2 separate regions of the Mus musculus genome follow, and region 2 is linked to region 1. A link is a contact called in public promoter capture Hi-C data. All regions are on one chromosome and are shown on one strand. Each heading gives the region's core, a stretch centred on a gene start, on an enhancer-like site or on the middle of the called end of the contact. The rest is flanking DNA. Distances are from core to core; before and after follow the strand shown. Region 1 holds the start of Tmem232 (transmembrane protein 232). Region 2 holds the start of Ddx11 (DEAD/H box helicase 11).

Region 1 (3,477 bases), core at 294-2,793:
AGCCTTTGCAAGATGCTAGATACCATGTTAGAATCATAGTTTCAACAAAGTACCTGCTAGGTTACTGCAGGAAACCAATAGTCCTAAACAGTTAGCAAATTGTTTATGTTACTGCTGAAATGGAATACAAAGTAGTGGGGGTAGAATAATTCATTAACTTGCTGAAGTTGTTTTGAAAAGATTTGAGGGAGTGGGGACTTAAACTGAATCAACCAGAAATATTTGAAGAAATGAACCCAGAGGAAGAAGAGGAAGAGGAAGAGAAGGAGGAGGAGGAGGAGGAGGAGGAGGAGGAGGAGGAAACAACAGTGTGGTTAATTTAAAACAGTAATTCCCAAAAGTGCAGTGTGGAACAAATTTGTGTAGACTGACATGCTGTAAGATTTAGGGGGTTATTAGTATATGTGCATATATAATGAATCTTGAATGACAGATAATGTGATATGTATGTAATTTTCTCCAAATTTATTGACAAGAGCAACTTTTTAGAACACTACTTCCTGGAATTATATGAATGATACATTTTGGGGAATGTTCAATAGTTATCAGCAAAATGGAAATCTAGCACTTACCTTGAAGCCTTACATGAGAAATCAAAACATTTCTGAGACATAGCACGTATTGAAATAGCTCCAACAAAATGCCTGGTTGCTTGGCAGTTTGTGTGTTTTTCTTTCTAGAAAGTTATTATTAATCTCTGGACAGCTTTTTAAAGCTTCAATTAAAACAAGCTTCAGAATATGTGACTTCAAAGGCGACTTCTGAGAACTAGGTCATATAAAAATTAAACCAAGCCTTTGGACATGTAGCTTGCATCAGGGAACACCAGGTTTAAACTACAACTCTAAAGAATCTGACCAGAGACAACAGAGAAGACGGCATCGATCAGATGAACTTTAATTATAGACTTCTACCCAACTCTTCCCTACCTCCAGGAATGCTTCCTGAGTGATAACTTTGCCATTATTTTCTAGGTTATTTGTGAGTTTTTGTTTTGTTTTCATCTATTCTTTGCCCTTTCCGTGTACTAATCTTTATGTTGGAATTTTCTCTTTGAAAATCCAAAAGTGTACGTGTACGAGGAGAATGGGGAGATGGTAAGAAGACGGAAGACGGGGTGGGGGAAGAACTGAGTTGCTGGGGACCATGAACACTGATCAGCAAAGCCCTAGAACAGTTATCAGAGCTCCCCCACCTTCTATACTCTCCCCAAAACACTGCCTCTATCAAAGGAGCTAGCGGAAGTTGCAGGGCACAGACTCTAATTTGGAGCCTGATACTGTAAAACTGGTAAATAGGTCTGGAGTTTCCCAATGACTAGAAGTCTCTTCAACTTCGAGACGGGGCTTTTGGGACTCTGAGGGGGTGAAGTTCAACCTACATTTGGGTCTTTTGTGGTCTGGGTTACTAAAGGATAGGACCGTAATCCTAGTTCCCCAAGTCACCGACAATAGGGGCTACAATTACTCACCCCAGCGCTCCCGCCAGGCTCTCCAGCTGGTTGCTAAGGATGCTGTGTAAGTCGCTCTTGGAGCCCGCTGGCTGACCTTTAACTGTCTCAAGGGTTTAGCCAATCACAAGCTGTCATTCCACCAGCCCTACCCCACCCGCACCTCGCGTGTACTCAGATTATAAGCAATAAATCCAAACAAGCAAGCAAACGAATAAACAAACAAAAAACAAAAACAAAAACAAAAAACAAAAAACCTTCGTTGGCTTAAGACGACCGAAAAGCTCACAGCTGTGACTCCGCGTGACTTCCTTGTGTACTGTGTGTAGCTGCCAGCAGCCGCAAAAACGCCTTGGCAGCAGTCAGCACGTCCTCCATGCCTAACGCCCTGTTAGACCGTATATCTTTGGAAGAAGTTGCTATTGGCAAATTTCTTTCTGTAGAAAATCTGGAGACTGTCACAGCAACCAAATACGAGTCACCAAATACCCAGGGTGTTTTGACACATACTAACCACAAGGGGGCGAGTTTAAATTCAATGCCTTAAAAACATCCTGTAAGATTACCTGTGCCGACTAACAAAGGAAAGATTGGGTTTTTACAAATGTTCACACCTGGAAGTACTGACGGAAAACATTTTTAGTTACATGGGGAAACCAGTGTACGTACATCTTCCTATGACATAAATTTCCTAAAAATAATTGGGTGCTTCAAAAAAGAGACTCATAGTGGAAACTATAACGTTAGCATGAACTAAGGTTATCAAATAGGTCTTTTGTATTCTCTCTCTCTCTCTCCCCCCCCCTCCTTTTGGAGAGGGTGAAGCATAGTTTTTTTTAACTAAAAAACATTATTTCATACAATATATTCTGATTCATGTATTTCCATCCCCAAATTCCTCCCAGATCCCCCCATCTCCGTACCTACCCACCCAACTGTATGTTCCTTTCTCTCTCTTTAAATAAGAACTTCAAGTCTCTGAAGAAAGAAATTAAAGATCTCAGAAGATGGAAAGATCTCCCGTGCTCATGGATTGGCAGGATCAACATTGTAAAAATGGCTATCTTGCCAAAAGCAATCTACAGATTCAATGCAATCCCCATCAAAATTCCAACTCAATTCTTCAACGAATTAGAAATTCATCTGGAAATTCATCTGCAAATTCATCTGGAATAACAAAAAACCTAGGATAGCAAAAACTCTTCTCAAGGATAAAAGAACCTCTGGTGGAATCACCATGCCTGACCTCAAGCTATACTACAGAGCAATCGTGATAAAAACTGCATGGTACTGGTACAGCGACAGACAGGTAGATCAATAGAATGGTAAAATATAAAAAAAAAAAAAATTTAAAGTTAAAAAAAACTAGAAGAACGGAAGAGGGGGAGGAGGAGGAGGAGGAGGAGGAGGAGGAAGAAGAAGAAGAAGAAGAAGAAGAAGAAGAAGAAGAAGAAGAAGAAGAAGAAGAAGAAGAAGAAAAGAGAAAAGAAAGCACACAAGCAAAACAGCACTTGGGAGGCAGAGGCAGGTGAATTTCTGAGTTCGAGGCCAGCCTGGTCTACAGAGTTAGTTCCAGGACAGCCAGAGCTACACAGAGAAACCCTGTCTTGAAAAAAAAAAGAAAGAAAGGAAGGAAGGAAGGAAGGAAGGAAGGAAGGGAGAGAGAGAGAGAGAGAGAGAGAGAGAGAGAGAGAGAGAGAGAGAGAGAAAGAAAGAAAGATGGAAAGAAAGAAACCAAAATAAACAAGAAAAAAAAAAAAAAAACACTAAACACAAAATGCCCAACCAAAGCAAGATGAGATCAGAGGGCTACCAAAACCCTGCTGAGCTTGTGCCGGCTCATGTCTGCCTTGAAGTGGAGTTAATACACCCAGACAGGCTCCGCTGGAGAGAAATGCTTTCTCCTGGACATGAGGCATCAATTGTAGATAACTTCTTGGTTAAGGATCTTCACCTCCCCTTCTCAGAAGAGTGGGACCTCCCCTGGCTTAAACCTGTACATTCTGGCTTGAAACCACTGCTGTTAC
Region 2 (3,239 bases), core at 77-2,576, 580 kb after region 1:
CGATGCTTTCCAAACAGAGGCCCTAAGAACATTGAGTCTTAGGACTGCTTAAGATCCTGGGTTTTCACCAGACAGTGCAGGCCTTTAATCCCAGCACTCAGGAGGCAGAGGCAGGTGGATCTTTGCATTTGGGGCCAGCCTGGTCTACTGAGGGAGTTCCAGGACAGCCAGGGCTACACAGAGAAACCCTGTCTTGGGAAGAGAGAGAGAGAGAGAGAGAGCGCTGAGATAATCAGACATAGCCCTCCACTCTGAAACTTGATACAATCAAACTTTAGGGAACAGTAACTCAGTCCCAGAGCCCGGAATTGGGGTTAAGGAGCTAGAAGCGAAATCACATATAGCCCTTCTCCCTCTTCTACTGCAAGCTCTGTCTTGAGCCTTTCAAGCATATGTATAGATGACAACAGAACCAACAGAATAATCAAAGGCTCACAGATCCCACTGGGGACTAAATCCCACAACTGCCAGGCTCCCTATAAAATGGACACTAAAGGGCAAAGAACTAATCTTTCTTACATCTCTCTGCAAAAGAGCGAGAAGGGCACCAAGCTTGAGGGTGTGGTTAGGATTTTTAGCCACAGCCTCTGAAAATGGATCATGTTCAGTGTCCCTAGTGCAATAAACAGAGACGTTTATAGTGACCAATTGCTACACCTCCCGTGCTGTGTGTGCTTTTGTAACTAGTGACAGAAAACCAAATCTCAATGGACTTACTGTTCCCCAGAGCCTGTCAATTTTTTTTAATTCTGCGTTACACTACAGGAACAGTTTCTAAAAACAATCACCATAGTAGTACACCTTTGTCATGATTGTGAAACAGATTCAATATCTATAGTAAGGAGGAAACATAAATACATGCATGATGAATGACCTCATCAAAAACCCTCTTAGTACTTAGTGGCTTGTATACATCTGATATTTGATAGTTTCTCTTTTCTACATTTAACATTCTTTGAGAAATCTATTTGAATCTTGGGGGCTGGTGAGATGGCTCATCGGTTAAGAACACTGGCTGCGCTTCCAGAGGTCCTGAGTTCAATTCTCAGCAAGCACATTCTGGCTCACAGCCATCTTTAGGGAGATCTGATGTCCTCTTCGGGCAATTGCGGATGTATATGCAGCAGAGCACTCATACATTAAATAAATACAATTTTTTAAAAAGCGCAATATTTCTGGGGAAACAACAACAACAACCCCCAATAGCCGGTAATACAAAAAAACTAATATGGAAGGTTAGATCAAAGCTCAAACACAGTTCTAATCCAGGCAATATTGAAGCACAAGGCCCGCGGTTGAGCGGCAGCGCGCAGGCGCAGTGGCTCGGGGGCGTGGCCACGTGGAGGGTTTTCTGCGTGCGCGCATGCTCCTTCAGTGAAACTGCAGTTTAAATTCAGCCGCGGCGGCCAGGCTCGCTTGCCGGCCTCAGTGAGGCGGTCCTGCGGTGGCGATCGAGTTCGGTGCTGTGTGGGAGAAGCGCTGCGACCGAAGGCAGAGAGGTGAGAAGGGCACACTCGAGCGGAGGCGGAAGCCGAGGAGGCTGCCAGGGGGCAGGGTTAGCCGAGCGCGCCCTACGGCCGGACGTGGGGGCGGAGGCGGCGTGGGATGGATTGGAGCGAGTGGCAGCCCAAGTATAGTGGCGCCTTCGGTGAGTGTACGTAACAGGTTGGATTCTAAAATGTAGAGAGTCTGTTTTAAACGATTTTCAGGGGTTATTGTATATAGTGAAGTCAGGTGAAGACACAGGTTGACTGATAATGAACTTGAGATCCAATTTGGCAGTGTGCCTCAGGGACCATACTGTTGCATTCTCGGCTGCACTGCCCCCCCCCCCTTTTTTTTAAGGTTGAGGAAGTTCGGGAAGTCGACCACATTTTGATGGAAGTGGCATAAAAGTAGGATTAAATAATAAATACATGGTCCCTGCATGCAGGACCCTGTCCTGAAATCCCGGCTAGCTTGCAGTTCTCATGTACAGGGTTTCCCTGCCTGCCCGCAGCCCGGGTTCCTGGTTTTCCCAGACGGCGACATTCTTCACCTCCGAGTGCATCATTTCAGGAAATCTCCTGTTTAGCCTTGCTAAGTTCTCTGTTGTACTTAGGTGAGCTTGACCATAGCAGAGCGCTTCGCACCTGGGTTAAATGCGTACTTTTTCTTCTTTAATGCTACTTACTCCTTAACACCCAGCCGCTTTCGGTTGTAGATTAAGCTCTGGGCAGCTGCTAGGCGAGGGCTCCACTAGTGAGCAGTGTCTCCAGCCAGCAGTTCTGTCATGATATCCGTGATAGGTTAAGTGAAATTAAGAAGGGGGTGGGGTGGGGGCTCTGAAGAGTGCTTAACACATGTTAGATGCTCAGAATCTGTGGTTACCTTTAAAAACTTACTTTTACTATTTTATGCATAGTTTGTATGTCTGGATCCTCTAGAACTGGAGTTAGAAACAATTGTGAGTTGCTGTGTGGGTGCTAGGAATTGAACCTGGGTCCTCTGGAAGAGCAGCCAGTGTTCTTAACTACTCCGCCATCTCTCCATCTCTTGTTGGCTACATTTCTTTACCCTCTCTTCGTGTTTTAGTGGTTTTCCAGTTGCATAGCTCTTTTTATTACTGCATTTTCTTAAATTTGTTGTGTGGCCTTTAGTTTTTGTTGTTTTGTTTTGCTCGGTGCTTTCTCCACCTGGGTAGTCGTTTTTCTTTCCCTAATACCTGGAGGAACACATTGGCAACTACCATCTCTCATAAATGGATTGACACTATCACTGTCTTTTAGCACAGTGTAGTTAAAAAAAAAAGGTTTCTGTTTATTAATAATAAAGTGGGTCTTAGGGTTCTTACTGTTTGGACTTAGAACAGATAGGCCTGTCCAGTTACATCTCAAGAAAAGAGGCATGGATGAGTATTTCCTCCAGATGGCCAAGAGATGGCAGAGAAAAAGCGTTTCAGAAGAGGAGACAGGAATGAAAACGCATGGAGCTGAGAGCCCTTGGCCTGCCAGGGGAAGGGACTGCTGTGCACAGCATAGACTTAGTATTGGGAAGCCAGTCTAGTCAGATTGGTGGCTCTGAAAAGCATTCTTCCAGTCTGGAACTAAATGGCTGTTTTTTAGGGGTGTTAAGGTGCCAGGGAGTCTCCATTTCCTAGTAAGCTTTCTACCCTTGAGCCCCAGAAAGCTCTTGTGTTTCAAGGCCAGAAACAGTAGTCAATAGATGGCGCTGCCTGTGTTGAAAGAGATGAAGAAAAG

What was found. Capture Hi-C pulls out chosen DNA fragments and counts their contacts.
Region 2: a contact with region 1 is called in a promoter capture Hi-C map of liver. The contact joins the promoter of Ddx11 here to the promoter of Tmem232 in region 1. A contact is called at or near these places in 1 of 115 datasets of contacts at active chromatin or transcription factors (bone marrow-derived dendritic cells) and 2 of 9 other capture datasets (liver and pancreatic islet).

Annotation. Positions count from the first base shown.
Region 1 is chr17:65,539,239-65,542,715 of GRCm38.p6, forward strand. Tmem232 (transmembrane protein 232) reads right to left here and starts at 1,544. Exons shown (of 15, transcript NM_001008973.2): 1 at 1,472-1,544.
Region 2 is chr17:66,122,194-66,125,432 of GRCm38.p6, forward strand. Ddx11 (DEAD/H box helicase 11) reads left to right here and starts at 1,327. Exons shown (of 27, transcript NM_001348292.1): 1 at 1,327-1,499.